2 separate regions of the Rattus norvegicus genome follow, and region 1 is linked to region 2. Evidence: chromatin contacts called from public Hi-C data. All regions are on one chromosome and are shown on one strand. The core of a region is the stretch at or near the end of the contact, and the rest is flanking DNA. Distances in the headings are between cores, read along the strand shown.

Region 1 (6,457 bases), core at 3,771-6,270, 300 kb after region 2:
GGCGGAGTGCTGGAGCAGGGGCCGACAGCTCATGTCTCATCCACAAGCATGCGGCAGAGAGCGAAAGAGACCATGGGATAGAAGAGGGCTTTTGAAACTGATTCAGAGTCTGCCCTCAGTGACACACCTCTTCAAAGGCTATATACCCCTAACCCTTTCCAAACAGTTTCACCAGTGGACAGGGAGGGGCGCAGGGGAAGGCAAAAGCATTCAAATATAAAGCAAATACCATGTGGAGCACAGAGTTTCTTACTCAATATATGAGTAAAGAGTAGTCTCTCTGCAGTGTCATGGAACAGATGTTTAGAGTGTTTTTAGTGTAGATCTCTGCTTCTTCCTTCCCTAAAACGAGTGTTCCCCATAGTTAATGAGTAATAAATGTTTGCTGAGAATAGTAAGCCAATTAGTAGGGAGTCACATTTGGGTGATGAGTGGACAGGTTTTCAGACCTGAAGCCCTTTGTAGTTACATGCAGTGATACTAAAGGCTCATTTAAGGAAAGCAATTACCCAGGGATGGCAGCTCCTGGGAGGTTAGTGCTTCAGGGTAACGGCATTTCCTACCCTGCAGTAGTCAAGGCCTCAGTGTGAGGTGATGTGCCTTAGTTGACGTCCCTGTCTCCCATACAGTGTGGCATGCACATCGCCCCGCTCGAGATCCTTATGTCATACCTCAGTAGTCCAGCCAACCTGAGGCAAGCGCCCAGTTGCTCAGCAAAAGAACATATTGGGGGACGAAGAAGGCACTCTGGCAGGCCCCTGCCTCCTTTGCTAGGGAAGATAAGAATTACGTGGCACCCGTTTCCGGTGTTTAGCTTGATGCTAAGGGCCCGCTCATGCGTTCACTTTCCTGAGACATTCCACTGCTCTCTAGAAAGTCGCTAAAACTAAACAGAGACAGAACCCTTTGGCTGCTTAGATAATCTACTAAGCAAAGTGGGCTTGGACTATATTAATATCTCTAAAAATTGCATTTATTTTTCCTGTTGGCACTGTTTTAAATTTTTGCACTCATCTCCTTTATACAGATTCTACCTGTGTAGAATTCTATATCTGTTTGTCTTTTCAACCTCTGCTTAAAATGTTAGCACCTTGGCTTAGTTTCCCCCAGGAAAGAGTAAAAGGAAAGCCAAGAAGACCACAGTGACATCATTTGTGCTTGGAATCTCTGCAAACAGTCATGGTCAAAGTCACTCCTGAGGCCAAACCACAGTTCAAAGGCACACAAGGGAAACGTTTGGCGTTGACCTGTAGAAGTCAGTGTTTTTTTATTTATTATTTATTTGTGTTGAAAACAGAGGAGCGGGGAGGGAGGGAAGGGGGGGGGAGAGAGAGAGAGAGAGAGAGAGAGAGAGAGAGAGAGAGAGAGAGAGAAAGAGAGCGCGCATGCATGCTAGCTCCTTCCCTCACCTCATTTTCGAGAGTGCCAGTCTTTAGAGCTATTTAATACGAACTCATCATTACTAGCTTTGGTTTGGTTTAGTTTGGTTTGGTTTGGTTCCTTTGGTTTTGTTGTTGTTGTTGTTTTTTTTTTTTGTTTGTTTGTTTTGAGACAGATTCTGTAGACCAGACTGGCTTTGAACTCACAGAGATCTGCTTGCCTCTGCCTCCTGAGTGCTGGGATTAAAGGTGTGCCCTACCACGTTCTGCTCAGTAGTAACTTTTTAGGGTTCTCTGAGGTACTCTGATAGTTTGAAGCACTTAGGTTAGATTTTTCACCATGAATTCAAAACTGCATATAACATTACTAACCATCTCCTTAGGTTCTCCTTACTACAATAAGCTCGTAAATCGCCGGTGTCCGCTTTGATTGTACTGAAGTGTGCACGATGGCGAGCATTTTTTTTTACCGTGTGTATTTACATATGTACTCCTGATAGACACAAATGAGTCAAGGCCTAGGTACCAATTCCTTCACACCCTCCGAATTCGAACCACAAGGAAAAGTACAGAAAATGTCATCTGAAACCGAAACTATCATGTTAACATAAAATGACCGAAATAGCTATGTATAAAAATCCCAAAAGTTAGGGACCAGTTCTTAGCTAAACCCATGTGTAGAAAAATAAAGATGCGTGTAAATAAAATGACGTTTTAGAAGTCGGTAGCGTGTTAATAACGTCAGATGCAAGCAGTTGGCTTCCGGTCTGACGGCTCTCAAAAGGAGCTGGGGGCAGGTACTGAAAAATTTAGGGCTGTCCCTGATAATCGCAGACCAACTGTCATATCTGTTGGCAATATATTGTATACCATTGGGCTTAATGGCACTAACCAATGACCTCTGGCCTTCATTGTCAGATGAAGCTGATGTTGTCTAGACCACTGACATCAGCCAGGAGCCTCTTGCACCTCCAAGTTCAGGGGGTCCGGCAAATCCTCTCCCTCCACCCTAGTTTACAGTGTACGCAAACAGCACCTCAAAGCTTGTTTCCAGAATTAAATGCAAAGGTGCCTAGATAGACCCTGACCCAACTGTAGTAAGTAGGTGTTCAGTAGATGGCTTAATTTACAGAAAACAATCAAGTCCAGAATTCTGTCTATCTGGGAGAGTATATTTCTTAGTACAAATTGATCAGTGACGTTTTAACTTTATCTGTCAGTCTGGCATCTATGAGTTCGGGCAAAATGGTTCCTACCTATATGAACACGTGTGAATGACTCTTTCTGTGTGTGCAAGGCTGAACTCTCAGATTGGGGTTGCCCTGCCTCCCCAGGAAGAGCCTGCTGGGAGCCGGCCCCAGCCAGTTTTGCTGTTTTACCCCAGCTGCCCCCAGTTCTTGTTATACTTTGAGTGAAATTGTTTTTTTTTCTTTCCTTCTTTGACCAAATAACAGGGAACAGGGGTGTGTGTGCACACGCTTGTGTGTGTGTGTGTGTGTGTGTGTGTGTGTGTGTGCGTGTGCGCGCGCGCGCGCACTGGTATGTGTGCAGACTCACACGTGTGCCAAAGTGCCACGGCAAACAAGATAAATAGGAATCCCACTCATGTATTTCTCAGATGCTATTGACCCGATCTATTTTTACCGTGACAGATCCTTCCGGTTAGGAGGTGCTTTCCACAGACACATTCTATTGTGCAATCGAAAATTCGGTACATCTGCCTCTAAGTTTCTCTGCGTCTCTCAGGTGGCCACACCCAAGCCTTTCAGACTACTGTGCTCACCACAGACTTGAGCTGTTACTTAAGTAAAGGATCTTAGCTCCCCTCCAATTGTGATTTTTCCCTCCAGAAGGATTGGTGATTTTGTTTGCTTGTTTGCTTGCCGGATCATGTTCTTAACGTCGAGGAGGGCCAGCTATATGGCTGTAACAGACTTAAGTTAAAAACGGTGTAATTGTGCCTATTGCCTTGACTTCAGACTTAATGACCACTCCCACCCCACGCTCCTTCAGTCATGGTCTCTTAATGGGGACACCGTGTATCTGAGAGTTCCATCCCACCCTTACCACAGAGGTCCCTAAACTTTCCCTTAACCTCTGCTCCCTAAAATACTGACAAAAACACTGTGTACATTGAGCACTTCACGCTGAGCACCTTGTGAGGGGGAGCCCTGGATATGGGGGCCACTGCCACAGAAGTGGACAGAGGACATGGGTAGATCATGGCCCTGAAAAACTAGCCTCTGTGTTTCATGATGAGCAAAAACTGGGGTTGCACATTTGTCCTCCTGCCTGTTTTGTGCCAACCTCACAAGGGACTACTAATTTCTGTCATTCTGATATATCTTAAGTTTCTAGTTAAGAATACTACCTCTATATAGTCATTTCTGTCCTTTTATAGCCATTACAGCGAAATAAAGCAGAAGCTTCAGTGTGTAGCTAGCAGTGTATCTTTGAGAGTGTGTTCAAAAGTTAGAGTAGGTGTTCTCTCAGAGGACTGTCAGGACTTCGATCACCTCGGGAGGCTGTGATGGAAACGCTAGCTGATTTTGGCTCCAGTGTCACCTGTATGCTTGAGTAGAGCTGAGCTGAGTTTATTTGTGTCTATGTCATTGTACTTTCTATTCTAGGGACCAGGACAGCCAGGAGTCTAATGGTAGACCAAACTACTAGCTCCTGTTTCAACACTGAGGTGGGTAGGGTAGCAGTTTTCCTTTCTGCTTAAATACAGCAGAGGGGCAATCTCCCAGGATATTTCTTGCCCCCTCCCCAAAAGCCATCCATACATTGTGGTTTAGAGAGTGGAGGGAAGGCTGGGTCACACAAGGAATTTTCAAAGTTGGTTACCAGAGTGACAAAGAACCAAGTGTATTTATGTAGTTGTCATAATGTAACGTTCTGTCTGCAGTTTTTAAGTCGAGCCCATCAGCACACAGACTCTTTAGCCTCTGCTCCCGGGAGGTAGACAGTATAAGGCAGTAGATACTAAAGCTTGCAGATGTGAAGACCAGTGCACTGCAATAGTTTATAAACATGAATGGTCCTACTTCGTGCCAGGTAACCACCAGCAGATAACACTCCATTCAGGGATTTTTTTTATTTAAATAACTTCATTCTTTTCTTTGCCATTGAAGTAGAAAAACAGGGGAGTGAAGTAAATGTAAGAAAAGGAAAAAAAACACATAATTTCACCATCAGAGAAAATCCTGTTAGATTTTTCGGCACATTTAGTGTGTCTTTTTAAATCATATCCCTGTATTTTGTGTAATTGAGATCCATGTGTGTAATTTTGCTGTGTGCTTTCTTCATAGCCTGTTTTTGTCGTGAGAATTTTTAGAACGCCGTTCTCGTGGTTTTTCTATGCTAGAGTAATTTGAGAGTCGATGCCCAGCTTTCAGTCCCCTGTAACAGTCATTTACTGTACAGGACGTCAAAGACCATTCTGAGTGTGTGCAAGTGCCCCAGGCCTGCTTCCGATACGGACCTATTGTTCACCTAAAGTGGAAGCCCAGTCCCCCTGCAAGTTTCCTCAGGCTGGGTGGCTACAAGCTTTCTCTGCCCCCATGGACTTATCAGGCCCCGAGCACACACATGCCTGTTTATAGCAGCCTTCCTGATCCGAAGCCACGGCATGGGCTTTGGAAAACTGCCCAGCTGCATACCATTCATACCCCGGACTCTCAGCTTCTGGTTACTAATCAGGTGCTCTTAACCCCTTCAGTCTCCACAGCCGTCACTCCACATAGGGCCCTGACCATGGGAACAGTCCCTGACTGGTTACCTGCCTGGTTATGTTCATGTGCACAAATGAGGTGACCCAATGACTGCAGTATACGAAAGCAGCTTGTAGAGTCTGCCCTCCTCTTAACACCCTTAGCCTTACCTAAGTTCTGGGTTGTTTCTACTCCTTCAAGCTTCAGCCCTGTATCTCACAGACCCTCGGCAGCCTTCCACGGGATGACAGAGATGGGTGTGCCTTGGCTAGGGTTAGAACAAAGGTCAGTTGAAGGAAAGCCTCTACCTGACAAAGCTTCACCTGATCAGGTGCTCCCCGAGGAACACGCTCCTCTTACCACTGCTTCTGTCCTTGGACCAGTCTGGGTGATGGGGAAGGGGGAGGAGGGAGGTACAGAACCAGATTGTGTAGGAATCTTGGGGGAGGTTGAGAATCCTTTCTAGAATTCTGTTTCCTTGCCAAAGTCTGCCTTATTTTCTTCAAAGCACAAACAACAGCCCCTTGACCTGGGAATCAAGGAGGGAATTTGCACATGTGCGGTCATAGCACCCTAGAAAGGAGGAGTCCCAAGAAGGAGAGAATGTTCTATGCATCTCTTCTGTTTACAGAATCCCTTCTAAGCTCGAATGAATCAGGTTTTCCTGCCTGGCACTTTCTGAAATATTACCTTGTTCACTGTGACCACCGTGTCTGTGGGTCCTGGCACCCGGTTTCAGGTGACACAGTGTGCGAGCTGCTTCGAACTTCAGAAAGGCGGCCATGAGGAAAGGAAAGAGTGCTGCAGCCTGTGCTGGTGAAGACTAAATCGACAGCCTTCGTGGGTCTGAGGAGCACAGAGAGATCGCTTCTGCCACCTTTTATGGCTAAGGATGCTTATTCATGCCCCTTCCAACCACCCCGAATTTAGTCTCTCATCAGCACTGTTGCAACTCCCGTGGGACACCGTAACGTATATGCCTGCTGGCTGCGTGCATGATGTGAGGGTTGGTATGAGATTCAGCCAGCACTCATTAACTAGCTCTGCTTATTAAATCTTCACAGTAAACAGAACTCAGTCAAACATCCTGGAGTATAGACAGCTCCCAGAGCCCTAGAGCAGGTCTCCAGCAATAAGGGAGTAGTCTGAGTGGCCCATCAAACCAGCCCCTGTCTGGACTCACCTCCCGCATGCAGTGAGGCTTGCCAGATGTACACACTACTTTCCCTGAAGGCAATAAGGATGGGCAGTAACCATTTTCTCACCTGGACTTCACCGTTTCTGTCAAGAATAACCAATGCCTGTTAAAACGTCTTGTTCTGTTAAGTGTAGGTTTGACAAGGGCTCCGTGGGTTATTAGGAATG
Region 2 (5,836 bases), core at 867-3,366:
TGCGGCTGAGAAACCTGGGTGTGGGTATTTGAAATGGTATATCTTCCAGGGCCTTGGGAGGTGTGGGGGGAGGGAGGGGCAGAGAAGGGAGTGGGCAGACTTCACGTGTAGAAGTCCGGGCTTCATTTGTATTTCTGTCACTGATACTAGGTAAGGCACAAAGGTTTCTCGCCTTTAAAATCCTGCAGTGTTTGAGTCCCTGCCCTACCCAAGTTCCTGCTCTGACTTTCCCCGGTGATTGTCTATTATCTGGAAGAGAAGGATGAGAGAAACTTTCCTTCCCAGGTCGCTTTTGGCCATACAGCATTTATCACAGCTACAGGAAGCATGAATTACTCTCCAAAATGTGGTGACTCGCATGTGATTCTCATATGAAAGACCCCAGGTTCCAGGAGACTAAATTCAACATAAGCCTTCACTTTGGGTGTGGTCTGTGTCTGTGTGCAGGTGTGTACACACATGTGCGTGCAAGTGTGCACAGGCCTTTTAAGACCAGGGTTCCACCTCAGGCATCATTCCTCAGAAACGGTCGCCTGCGTTTTTATTTGTGTGAGGGTGGGTGTTGTGAGTTGCTCTGCCCTCCTCTGCGTGTGGAGTCCATGGCCAATGTCGGGCGTCCTCCTGCCATGCTTTACACAACACTATTTTTTTAATAAGTCTGTTAATGAACTTGGACTTTGTCATTTCAGCTATACGGGCCAGGCAGTTCTCAAGTCTGGCTTCCAAGGATCAAACTCAGGTGTCAGACTTACCCTGTCAGAGCTGTCTTAGGTTCTGAGGATCTGAGCCCAGGTCCCCATGTTTTTGCAGTAAGCACTTTATCCACTGAGTCATCTCCCTGGCTTCACCTTGCTTTTTGAGACTCAGTCTCTCAGTGAAACCTGGAATTCACTGACGCAGGATGGCTGGCCAGCAAGTCCTAAGGATCCTCCCAGCTCTGCCTCCCCAGCCCTGGGGCTTCAGAGGGATACAGCTACTCTTGGCTTTGTAAAAATAATGTGTGTTTGGTTTGTGTGTATGGTGTATGTGTCTGTGTTTATATGTGTTTGTGTGTGTGTGTATGTGTGTGTGTTTGATATGTGTGTAGTGTGTGTTTGTGTTTGTGTGTGTGTTTGTATGTGTGTGTGGTATGTGTCGTGTGTGTGTCTGTGTTTGTACGTGTGTGTGTATTGGTCTGTGTGTTTGTGTATGTGTGTCTGTGTTTGTATGTGTGTGCATGTTGGTGTGTGTGTGTGTGTGTGTGTGTGTGTGTGTGTGTGTGTGTGTGCATGGTGTGTGATCATCTCAGAGGATCACTATGAGTTTGCTCTCTCCTTCCAAGGATCAAACTCAGGTGTCAGACTTACCCTGTGAGAGCCATTTAGCTGTCTCAGGCTTAGATTTTTTTTTAAGTCAGTAAATATAATGTAAGTAAGTTTTAAATTGCCCTGGGAGGTTTTAGACTATGAATACTTGGGAGAGATTTTTGAACCTATCACTTTGGTACAGCTCCCAAATTCTGTGGCTCTGTGATCATTGAGGAGCAGGCTGCCCATGGAGAGCAGTATTTCATAGTCTCAGGGCCAGTGATGCAAAGGAACGAGCCCACATCTAAAATCCAGAGGAGAGCGTCCGCAAGTACGGAATCTTTCCCCGAAACTCAGAAATTAAATGAAGGAGTTTTAAACGTGGTAGCAAAACTTAAAAGGGAAGCAAGGGACACGCATTTAGAAGTCAGAGAACAGAGGGCTGAGGACACAAGGGTGTTACCTGGGGATAATGAGTGGCCTTCTTCACGCTAGGCCAGCACTGTGCTATTGAGATGCCTCGTTGCTTCTCTGGACCCCCCTTGCTTTCAGAGAAAATGGGTTTTACCCTTCCCCAAAGACATTACCAACTAGACGCCAACTGAGCCGCCAGATGAGTAAACTACCCCTGTCCTATAATTATCACAAACTTGTCAGTTATTTGCGGACATTATGAAACAAAATTAGAGAATCATTAAAAGCTTTCGACAATATGCCTCTCGATAAATTCTTCAAAGGAGAATTTTTCGCATAGCGGGGTCCAGGATGTTACCGGCCATGCCTTCTCCAGCCACTAGATGGCAGTACACGCACAGGCTTCCAAAGGTCTTTTATTTGGCGACAGCCAGTATTGCTAAGAAGGCCGGCTTTGTTTTTCTTTTTTGTCCTCCCTAACTTCAGATTACTGGTGTCAGATTCAGTGTTTTTGGCCACTCGGACTTTCCTCTCCGCTTCCAGTCTCTCCAGAGGCTTCACAGTTTTGCTGGGGAGAAACCACCATGGAGCCTTCTGGGTAATTGAATATAGTGACTTGAGAAAAAACCTTTGACTTCCGGCCCCCTGGACTGGTGGGTTTATTCTACAAGCTCCGTCCAGATAACCAGCCTCCTGGTCACTTCCCCGTTGGGACCAGCTGTTCAAAGGAAAATTCAGATTCAGAAGCAGGGAATTTATAGGAAGCAATTTTTTTTTTTGGTTCTTTTTTTTTCTTTCTTTTTTTTTTTTTTTTTTCGGAGCTGGGGACCGAACCCAGGGCCTTGCGCTTCCTAGGCAAGCGCTCTACCACTGAGCTAAATCCCCAACCCCTAGGAAGCAATTTTTAAAACGTACATACCTGTGTGTATGTACGTCCCATGTGTGTGCTTGCCCATGGATATCAAAATAGGATGTTAGCTCCCCTTGAACTGAAGACACAAGAGGTTTGGAACAGGAGGGTGTGAGTGCTGGATACTAAATTAGGATCCTTTGGAAAAATGGGATTCCCCAGAAGAGTAACAAGCCTTCCTCACCAATGAGTCATATCACCACCAACCCAGCCCCCAACCCCGACTCGGAGCAAAAACTTTCCCCCACTGTATCCTAAGAGTCTCATTTCAGAGGAGAACATCTCTGAGGGTAATTGAGCTGCTGCTCTGGGAAGGTATGCCCCGAGCAGAGTTATAATTACTAGTATTATAAGTATTGGTACCTACTAGATAAACAGTAAGTGCTGTGCCAAACTCACTCTGAAGATTACTTCACTCACTCAGTGACAGCAAGGGCTTGTTCCGAGCACTTGAATTTGAAACCAGGTCTGCCTGACTCAAAACCGCTGTTCGTTTTTCAACGCGTACATATTTAAAACAGAGGAGCCAGTGACAGAGTCCTGTCCCTTGCGCCCATCTATCCTAGCTTCTAGTTCGGAATGCTTTGGTGAAGTTCAAATGCAGATAAAACTAGCCATGTACATCAGACTGGAGCCTTCTAGAAGTTCCAGTGGCCGGCCCAGGGGAAACTGGGTCAGATGAGCCCATCCTGAAGACCAAGAAATTCAATAATGGTCGGTTGGGCTCTGATCCCAATCGAAGGCTTGTGTGTGCTGGGGGCCAGGGGGACGACGGGGCGGGGACGGCATGGGGGTGCTGTGCTCCAGATAAAGAGAAGGGGCTGGGAAAATCTGATCTCTGCACTCAGTTCTGTGGACTTACCGGGGGAGTGGTCCTCCTTCTCAGTGCCTCTGGGTTGAGCCCTGCTTGCTTAGATCCTAGAATCTTTTGGGAGCCCAGATCTCGCAAGCCTGCAGATGTTAACTCCACTCATGAAAACGTACCCCAGAATTGTAAATCTTCCTCTGGGTTTGGTTCCCACGTGCTTGTTCAGGACTTGCTTTTACCTGTCTTTATGAAAATGAGAAGAGAGCAAGGTGGCGTTGAGAGACCCTTCCCTTTGAGATTCTCCTTCCTGGGTTAAATTCTGGCCTGTGGTACTTGCAAGCTTATTTGATGGCTAACATTATTTCCTGGAAAAGCATATTTTTGGCAAGGGTAGATTGATCCTTTCTTCCCTTCCCAGCTCCTGATCTCTTTCCTCTACCCCCTTAGTGCTGGGATTACTACAGCAATGACCTGGTTTATATGGCCCTAGGCATCAAACCATAGCAAAGGCAAGCTAGGCGAGTACTGTACCAACCGTGAGACATTTACAGTCTCCTTTCTTTGGAATTTCCAATTTAAAAAGTTACTCCCAACTGCCATCTGCAGTTACTCCCAACTGTAGACTGCCATCTAGTGGTCATCATAGCTCACGGTCACTGACTTTTTGAGAGTACAAATTGTTTCTCTCTCTCTTTCTCTTGTGTGTTTGGGGTATAAGTGTATACATGCATGTAGATGGATGTGTGTATGTATACACAGTGAAGGTGTATGTCGAGGTGGGGAGTGCATGTCCGAGTGTATGTGTGTGTGCGCCTGTACGTGTGTGCACATTTTTTTTTTCTTTTCTTTTTTTTTTTTTCGGAGCTGGGGACCGAATCCAGGGCCTTGCGCTTGCTAGGCAAGCGCTCTTCCGCTGAGCTAAATCTCCAACCCCATGTGTGCACATTTTAAGGTATATGGGTTTGTACTCACTAATTGCCAACAGCAGAAATGTTTATCATTAAAAGATTCAGGTTTTTGGAGAGATGGCTCAGCGGTTAAGAGCACTCTCTTATGACTGCTCTTTTAGAGGTCCTGAGTTCAATTCCCCACAACCACATGGTGGCTCATAACCATTTGTAATGAATCCAATGACCTATTCTGGTGTGTTCAAAGACAGCTGCAGTGTACTTGTACATAAAATAAATAAATAAACCTTTTAAAAAGATTCCAGTTTTGAAATGTTTCTAGAAATATTTGGAGTGAATAAACCTGTTCTAAATCCATGTGGGCCGAGATGAAAGCACCTTGATTTCCCAACATCCTCCACTGAAAGGGTTGAGCGCATCACGCTATGGGTGAGTGTCCCATAACAAGGATAAGGATTTGCAAAGCTGAAGTCTCGAGGATGTACCAGAAGCCATCATGCTCATGAGCTCAGGACAGAAGACATCTCTTTAGGATGTCCTATGGTTCTCCAAAAGCTGGGAGGTTTGCCAGAGCCTGTTGTCCTTAAAGAGAGGCTCAGATACACTGTGCCTTTTTAAAATGACCTCCTTGTAGACATGGCCCGTCGTCTACCATCTAGGACCTGTCTCTGTCCTCCCTCCATGGCTGCTGCAGACTTTAGGCTCTCTTCTCAGCCTTCCAGAAATTTCCTTGATTGTCCTAGACAAAGTAGACAAAGGCAAAAGGGGGAGGGGAGGAAGGGAGAGGGAAGGGAAAGAGAGGAGGAGAGAGAGTAGAATGCCCCAGGCCAGGCAGAGGTAGACAGGAGGCAGCTGATAGGCTTCTAAGAAGATCGACAGAGGTCTATCCCTTGAAACTCATAGGCTGCATGGAGTGGGACCGTAAGCCATAGAGTGCCTTCTAATGCACTGGAGTTACCCTGGACCAATGCACGAAAGCCTAGTTTCTGGGTGCTGGGTGCACAAACCGGGGGTCTATCACACGCTGACAGTGAGTTCTGGAAGGTCGGGTGTCTCAGTGCTGTTTGGAAATACACTTCTGGCTGGAGAGATGGCTTAGTGGTTAAGAGCACTGACTGCTCTTACAGAGGTCCTGAGTTCAAATCCCAGCAACCACATGGTGGCTTACAACCATCTGTAAACGAGATCCAATGGAAATACACTTCTGCACGACAGCACTGAAGGACATCACTTCAGCTCCCAGGCCAGAGTAGCAAGTCCGTTTAACCTGCTCCTTAGTTAGCCATGGTTCTGACTCCTCTGAACCGGCTGAGGCAGGGGAGGGTGAGAATGGGCGGATTCTACAGGAGCATCCTTTAATGATTCTCACAGAAACCCTTGGCACAGCAGGATAGTACCTGGCAGAGAAAAAAAAAGTAGAAACAGATCGACCTAACTGTAATTAATCACATTTGCTGAGGAGATGTGCCATTTAAAATAAAATCCTCAGAGAAGGCAACAGCCAATGGAA

The links. Hi-C and Micro-C count contacts between places; a contact is called where the count stands out from the background.
Region 1: a Hi-C map of the A7r5 cell line shows a contact between it and region 2, with 2.6 times the contacts expected there. The contact joins two enhancer-like sites. A contact is called at or near these places in 5 of 12 Hi-C or Micro-C datasets (the A7r5 cell line, hepatocytes, kidney and 2 more).

The regions. Positions count from the first base shown.
Region 1 is chr5:51,529,206-51,535,662 of GRCr8, forward strand. The region is part of intron 1 of Bach2 (BTB domain and CNC homolog 2); the gene reads left to right. Among named protein-coding and RNA genes, the nearest start is that of Bach2, 19 kb to the left of the region's middle. Within about 2 kb of position 5,021, at least 14 of the 93 cell types and tissues checked have an H3K27ac peak or open chromatin away from gene starts, as enhancers often do. A contact at or near this core is called in the A7r5 cell line, where this site is marked.
Region 2 is chr5:51,229,780-51,235,615 of GRCr8, forward strand. LOC120103146 (a long non-coding RNA gene) reads left to right here. Exons shown (of 3, transcript XR_005505252.2): 3 at 1-41. Among named protein-coding and RNA genes, the nearest start is that of Map3k7, 78 kb to the left of the region's middle. Within about 2 kb of position 2,117, at least 5 of the 93 cell types and tissues checked have an H3K27ac peak or open chromatin away from gene starts, as enhancers often do. A contact at or near this core is called in the A7r5 cell line, where this site is marked.